2 separate regions of the Sus scrofa genome follow, and region 1 is linked to region 2. Evidence: chromatin contacts called from public Hi-C data. All regions are on one chromosome and are shown on one strand. Each heading gives the region's core, a stretch centred on a gene start, on an enhancer-like site or on the middle of the called end of the contact. The rest is flanking DNA. Distances are from core to core; before and after follow the strand shown. Region 1 holds the start of MICU2 (calcium uptake protein 2, mitochondrial). Region 2 holds the start of CENPJ (centromere protein J).

Evidence for each region. A called contact is a pair of places that touch in the nucleus more often than the background predicts.
Region 1: a Hi-C map of liver shows a contact between it and region 2, with 5 times the contacts expected there. The contact joins the promoter of MICU2 here to the promoter of CENPJ in region 2. A contact is called at or near these places in 1 of 5 promoter capture datasets (liver) and 1 of 47 Hi-C or Micro-C datasets (liver).

Annotation. Positions count from the first base shown.
Region 1 is chr11:1,498,237-1,501,643 of Sscrofa11.1, reverse strand. It overlaps MICU2 (calcium uptake protein 2, mitochondrial), which reads left to right and starts at 1,251. Exons shown (of 12, transcript XM_021065452.1): 1 at 1,251-1,465. The coding sequence starts at 1,262.
Region 2 is chr11:356,471-360,130 of Sscrofa11.1, reverse strand. It overlaps CENPJ (centromere protein J), which reads left to right and starts at 2,211. Exons shown (of 18, transcript XM_021065416.1): 1 at 2,211-3,660. It overlaps PARP4 (poly [ADP-ribose] polymerase 4), which reads right to left and starts at 628. Exons shown (of 31, transcript XM_021066005.1): 1 at 407-628.

The DNA.
Region 1 (3,407 bases), core at 2-2,501, 1.1 Mb before region 2:
CAGACCCACTGAGAGGAGCTGGCAAAGGAAACGGGAGCAAGAACTCAGGGCAGATCATGACTAGAGGATCCAAGGAATAAAGTGGTCAGATTAGATTTAGTGGGGCGCTTGTTCTTCCTTTGGGGGTTTTTGTTTGTTTTGCTAACTCCGAGATGTCAGTGATTACTTGATAGGGGCTCTTGGCACTTTCACGTTGGCTGAAGTTACTGCATGCCCAAGTAAAGCTCCTGAAGGCTCAGGGACATTTGAGGCCAACGAAGTTGATTAAGGTAATTGACTCTGAAAAGTAAAGACCAAATAAGGGAGGATCAGAGACTACAAAACAAAGCCAAGGCATCTGCCTCAGCTAAATCCTTTCTTATGAGCAGTGAAACAGCCAGGACGGCCCTGTTGCCCCAAGCCTGCACCAGGGCAAACGACTAGGTCCCTGATGATAGGGACATGGGTAGGTGCGCTGCTGCATCCAACTTGGTACCAAGTGGGAACTAAACACCACCAAACACTTTACTAGAACAGACTGTAAATCCAACATTCAGCAAATAGTGATTGCCTGAAGGAAAGAGTGCGACTTTGGGAGTTCATTAAAGCTGTACGGCTGGGAGGGATAGGATAAGATTTAGCAAAAACCAGAGAGCAGACAAGAATCTAAGGACAGGAAGGATGAAAGAAGACACTGTGCCAGTTGTGCAAGATGAAAAAAGTTCTGGGTACGGATGGTGGTGACGGACGGTTGCACAAAAATGTGAATGTACTTAATGCCACCGAACTGTGCACTAAAAAATGATAGTGCTATGTATATTTAAAATGTAATATTTAAAATGGCAGTGCTATGAATATTTTTTAACCACAATTTAAAAACGCATTTTTAAAAGTCTGATGAGCTACTAAAGTGAAACAAGTAGAGCATAATTTTTTAAACAAGGTTGTTGTTTACTCGAGGCTGGGCGAGCTCATTAGCGTGAAAATCTGTGCAGCTCAGGCAGTTTTCGAATTTTAAACTCTGGACGAAGCGTGCTCTCCAGATGCGGATGCGGAGCAGACACTCTCCTCCGCACCCGCAGGGCGTTTCTTCCGCGCCCCGCCCACGCCTCCGCCGGCCCCGCCCACTCCCCCTCCCGCCCCTGAGGCCCCGCCTTGCCGCTGCTCAGCGCCGGCTCTGGGGCGGGGCGGGCGGAGGCCGCCCGGATCTCGCGACACCGCGGCCGCGCGAGTGCTCAGGCCTCCGTGGGACGCGGCGCCGTGCCGCCGCGCTTCCGCAAAAATGGCGGCGGCGGGTGGTGCGCGACTGGCGGCCTGGAGCGGAAGGCTGCGGCGCGGGCTGGCAGCCGGCTGGCGGGCCTGGCCCGGCCCGGGGCCCGTAGCGGCCGCGGCGGCCGGCGTGGCCCTGGCGGGAGCAGGAGCGACGTGGTACCACGGCCGCGTGAACGTGGCGGCGCCCCGGGGCGGCCTCACCGTCGTAGCCCAGGTATGGGACGGGCCCCGTCCGGCAGCGCCGCCGGGGCGGGTGAGGGGGTTAAGGAGCGGCGTCTGCAGCCCGTCCCGGCGCACCGCGGACCCCACTGGCGACGCGGCCCGTCGGTGACGGGGGCGTGTCCGCGCCCCGGCCCCTCCCCCGGGGCCGCCGACCGGTCCTCCGGGCCCCGGCCCGCGACTGCGGCCGACCGCGCGCTCTCTGCGCAGCGTGCTCAGGCTGCCCTGGTAGGGCCCTTTTTACGAGTGCAAGTGCCAGCCCTAAAACTGACCGGTTGGCGAGTGCCGGGTTTCATGGTCCCCCGTGAGCAGCTGCACTTAGTTACACGTAAGTGACGTGTCATAAACGTGATGCTCAGGCGGACTCTGAGTCCCAAGCAAAGCATTTCTTCTCAGACTTTCATGTGTGAAGGTAAAGGTCATATTCCCTGGTTCGGTATAACATTGCCACGTAAAACATTGGAAAATTTGCAAAAGCAACTTCTTTGAAAATCTCTAATGGACATTTCATTAAGTTGGTGTGGAATTTTTAAAAGTTAAAAGCAGTAGTCTTTTTCTTCGTTGGATTTCCATTATGCTCTTCTAAATGCCTCGAATTCTGAGAAACCCAGCAATACAAAAAGAAGAAAGCAGGCCTTGTGAATTAAAGTGAGTACTGACCGATAGTATTTTTTACTTGTATTAAATTAAGACGCCACCTGGTTAGTACCTGCAGTAACTCTCTCCCATCAACATACCATTTCTCATCACAGGTGGGAGCATCTAATAGTGTCTCATATCATTTTTTTTAACCTTGCTGGGTCTGGCAGTTCAATTTATTCTTCATTTTAGGTTTCTCTAACCTTATTTCATCCTGTCTGGTTAATCTTCCCGAGAGTATCACTTTAGCTGTATGATGCACGCTGCTTCGGAAATCATTAGTGCCTCCTTCTCCCCGATAAGCCACATTTGAAAACGTTGTCGTTCTGAAGCCACTCTGACTTACCACTCCTCAGACACACCTTCTCACCAACCTGCTTCGCTTTCCCCCTTAGTGTGGATTCCGGGTTCCGTTCACCCGTCTCGTGGTTTCGTGGCCCACTGCTAGCCTGTTTGTGTTTAAAATTCCTGACAGGACACTAAAGACTTGACACCAATGTAGTATTTTGAGTTCTCCCTGGCTCCCCTCCCTCCCCACATCACAGCCTTGGGTACTTTCCTCGCGGCCGAAGCAGCACAGGAACCATTTTATTATCAACGTGTTCACGAGGTCTGATGACCCAGCATTTGCTGCTGTTTAATGAGAGCCGAGGTTTTCATCCTTTGGCCACCACCGTGGACTTGAGGGTGGCCTCCCCTTCCTTCAGCTGCAGCGGCCGAAGCCAGCAGGAATTGAGGGGCCTGCTTTCGGGAAAACTCCATCCCCTCACTGATTGTTTCCCAGAGGGGCCTGGGAGCCCTTGGGTGCCCCAGCTGCGCAGCACCGCTTCGGAGTCACGTGCGGGTAGTTGGGGACTGCTGAGGTAGATGTGCTCCTGATGGAATTGTACTTTACGTGTTTGAGTTACTGTGTCGCTGGGTCCTTAAACTTCGCGACGTAGCCTGGGAGTAACTGTGATGATGTCCTTTATTTCCAGTCATGACACGAGACGATTTTTCCAGTAAAAATAGTGGATTTCTATCAATGGAATCGTACACTTTTCAGGTTCCCATTGTGACCAACGCTTGCTGGGTCAGTCAGGAATCAAGGCTGGAATTCAGGGTCCTGAAACAGCAAATACATTGGGTTTTCCCTTCTTTCTCTCCCTTCTTCCCACAGTCATCAGAGTGCTGCCCCTGTGTCAGGCAGTGTGCAAGGAGTGGGGGTTCACCACACGATTCAGGTGCTCACATGTTAATGGGAGGGCACTTGTAATCCAGGGCGGTCACTACTGGGCTGGGCGCTGGGGGAGGGGGCA
Region 2 (3,660 bases), core at 962-3,461:
ACCACACCTGCTCATTTTCGCGAGCTCGGGACGCGTCAGGGAACCCGGGTGCCGCAGGGGTCCTAACCCCCGTGGGAGGACGACCCGCACGAGGACGCGCCCACGTCCCCGCAGGAGCGCGCGGGGGGCGCTGCGGACACGGCGGCTGGGGCACGCGGGGAGCGGCGTGGGGATTGGGGGTCAAAGGCGGCGGGCGGGGCGCGGCGGCGGGGGCGCGGGCGGCGAGAGGGGCTGGGGGCTCCTCCTGCCCGGGGCGCCTCGAGGCCCTCGGCCGCCGTGAGGATCTCAGCGCAGAGCCCGGTCCCTCTGCGGACAGTCTGCGCGGCCGCCTCCCGGCAGCTCCACCCGGCCGCTCGGCGGGGCCGGCTCAGCCCGACAGGTCGGTCACCCAGCGGCGCCCACGCACCTGCCAGAGGATCCGTCCCGCTCCGGGCTCTCCCGGCGCTGAACACGGGCGCTCCTGGCTCTGGCTTCTCGGGCTCCGGGGTCCGGCGTCTCCGGCGCTGACCTCGGGCGCTGCCCGCCCCGATGCTTCCGCTTTCCCGGCGCTCCCGGCTCCGGGTTCCCGGGTTCCGGGCGCCGCCCTGGGCGGGCCCAGCCCCGCACCGCCCGCTCCGAGCTCCCGGCGCGCGTGGCGGGGCTGCGCGGGCTTCTCTTCCTGGATCGGCCCCGGGGCTCAGGACGTCCAACGCTCCGCCTTGCAGGCGGGATTTGGCCAACGAGGGGGACTCCAAAGTTGGAGTTTGAGAAAAGTGGATGGATGGTGCTGACATTTATCTGAGGAATGAAGGGTAATTTTCGCGAGCGGGAAAGAAGCCAATTTCGAGAGATGCTGGGATCAGGGCAGGAGGGGTAAGATCATGATTTTAGGTGAGGACTTTCAGAGCTTGAGGTTCGCGGTAGCGTTTCTAAGGAGTTAGAAGTACGTATCCGTCATTGCAGAGAAGACGGGCAGGAGATTCACCGAGTCGGAGGTCGAGTAATGGGAAATACCAAAATTCTCCAAACGGTGAATAAAATGGGAATAAAAAAGGTGTAGAAAGGATATGGATTCGAATCCTGACGCTACTCTTTAATTCCCAGGGGATTGGGACAAGGTACTTTACTAAAGCCCCCATTTCATCATCGCTCCCTACCTTATAGGGTTGCGCGAATCAGCTTAAGTAACGTCAGCAAAAATAGTACAGGGTCTGTCCCTCCCCGCAAACATTCTAAAAAATTGACACAAACTGTCAGAAACTACCTTATCAGAATTTGGGAGATAGTCAAATGTTTACGGTAAACAAGCAGATGTAAATGGTTGTAGACGCTGGGCCCTGGGCTCCTTCGTCAGTAAAAACTGAGGAGGCCAGACAAATCCAGGCAAGGCGTTTCTGGGACTTGGGCTGCAGCGGGAAGGATGGAAGACGGGTACCAGTGCCTTTGCTCGCGCCGGGAGGAGGGGTGAGCTGGTTCCTTCCCGGGAGCGAGCGCGGGGCAGGGCAGTGGGTGTGGCAGGAGGCGGAGCCTAGGCGGTCTGGCCAACCCCTTGGTAGTGCCCGGGGCAGAGGTCACCTGCAGACGCTGAAATGATCCTTTGTATCTTGCTCTTCGTAATGACCCCAGCTGTGTATGCATCCAAGTATTGTTACTTTCTTTGTAGTTCTGTCGCTCAGGGAGGTATTTGTCCGCATGCATGTAAGCACTCCTACAGGGTCCCAGGTCCCAGCCCCTGCCTCTCACATCCAGAGAAAGGCCCTGAAACAAGGTAGGAGATTTTTATGGTATTTTAACTTCTTGACCTAAAACAATAAAACAGCCAGTGATTTTACCAATAAAATAGGGTGAACAGCAAAGAATTGCTCTAAAGAGCATGCAATCTGGGAGCACCCTGCGTTGGGTTGTCAACCCACTGAGCCACAACAGGAACTTTTTTTTTTTGTCTTTTTGTCTTTTTGTTGTTGTTGTTGTTGCTATTTCTTGGGCCGCTCCCGCGGCATATGGAGGTTCCCAGGCTAGGGATTGAATTGGAGCTGTAGCCACCGGCCTACGCCAGAGGCACAGCAACGCAGGATCCGAGCCGCGTCTGCAACCTACACCACAGCTCACGGCAACGCTGGATCCTTAACCCACTGAGCAAGGCAGGGACCGAACCCGCAACCTCATGGTTCCTAGTCGGATTCGTTAACCACTGCGCCACGACAGGAACTCCTTTTTTTTTTTTTTTTTAGGCTGTCTTTAGGCATGAACATTGTTAGAAACTTTCTTTCTCTTTGCTTTTCAAGACCACACTAGTGGCATATGGATGCTCCAAGGCCAGGGGTCTAAACAGACCCACAGATTCCAGCCTACGCCACAGCAACGCCAGATCTGAGCCACCTCTGCGACCTACACCACAGCTCACGGCAATGCTGGATCCTTAGCCCACACGTGAGGCCAGGGATCGAACCTACAACCTCATGGTTCCTAGTTGGATTCGTTTCCATTGCGCCATGAAGGGAACTCCAGAAACTTTCCTCCCGAGGTGAAATTCTATAAATCTGAGGCTTGGGGCCTTGGTGAGGAACTCTCTTTCCCACAGGTAAAGTGGGCTGTGGCTTTCTTGCCTTTGCTTAGAGCCAGGTACTTGCATCTCCACGCATACCTGCCTACCCTGCTAGAGTCACCCTTTCTAACCCAGGCGACTTCAACTTGGGGGGGTCCTTCCTCAGCCTGGCCTGCAGTTCCGTCCTTTCTGGAAAAAGCTGCTACCACAACCACTAGCTGAGCCATGAAAAGTTCTCAACTCTGAAAATTTCATACCAGATTGATACTGAACCCAGTTTTGCTGGGCTTGCCACGTGACAGCCCAGTACAATCGGAGTCAAGTTGTTGAGCCTCTGGATCGAACCTGCGTCCTCATGGATACTAGTCAGGTTCCTTAACCACTGAGCCACAACGGGAACTCCAATATATAGCTTTTTGTATGTCAACCATACCTTAGTCAAGTGGTTTTCAAAAAATGTAACCAAGGAGTTCTCTTGTGGGACAGCGGGTTTGGGATCCAGCATTGTGGTGGGGGTTTGATTCCCGGCCTGGTGCAGTGGGTTAAGGATCTGGTGTTGCTGCAGCTGTGGTGAAGGTCGCCGCTGTGGCTGGGATTCAGTCCCTGGCCTGGGAACTTCCATATGCCATGGGTGCAGCCAAACAATTAAAATTAAGACTCTTCCTCATTCAATTTTTACCACATGGTGGGTGCCAAGTTTTTACATATATTCTGTTTAATTTAATATTCTTGTCACTCCTAGGACATAGTTGTCCCCTGCTATCCATGGGGGCCTGGTTCCAGAACTCCTGGACAGCAAAGTCCTTGGGATGAGGGTGGAGCGGGAGAGTTGCACAGGTAGTGGCGGAAGTCCCTTCAGGAACTACAGGCAGACAGGGAGACCCGGGGGACTTTGGGAGATCACTCTACGTCAACAACTGCCCAAGAATGCCATCAGAACGAGGCAGGCTTGCTCGATTCGTGGAGAGCCTGAGATGTGCTTCAGGCCATTGGATGGGAGATGGGGTGAGACAGGCATTCAAGTTCAGACCAAGGGCAGGAGGTTAAGGACCACCCTTCTGCTGATTTGAATAAGCACCCTGACAGTCCTAATTTGACCTTAGAGGGTCAAATACTCTCTTACTGGATACGAAGTT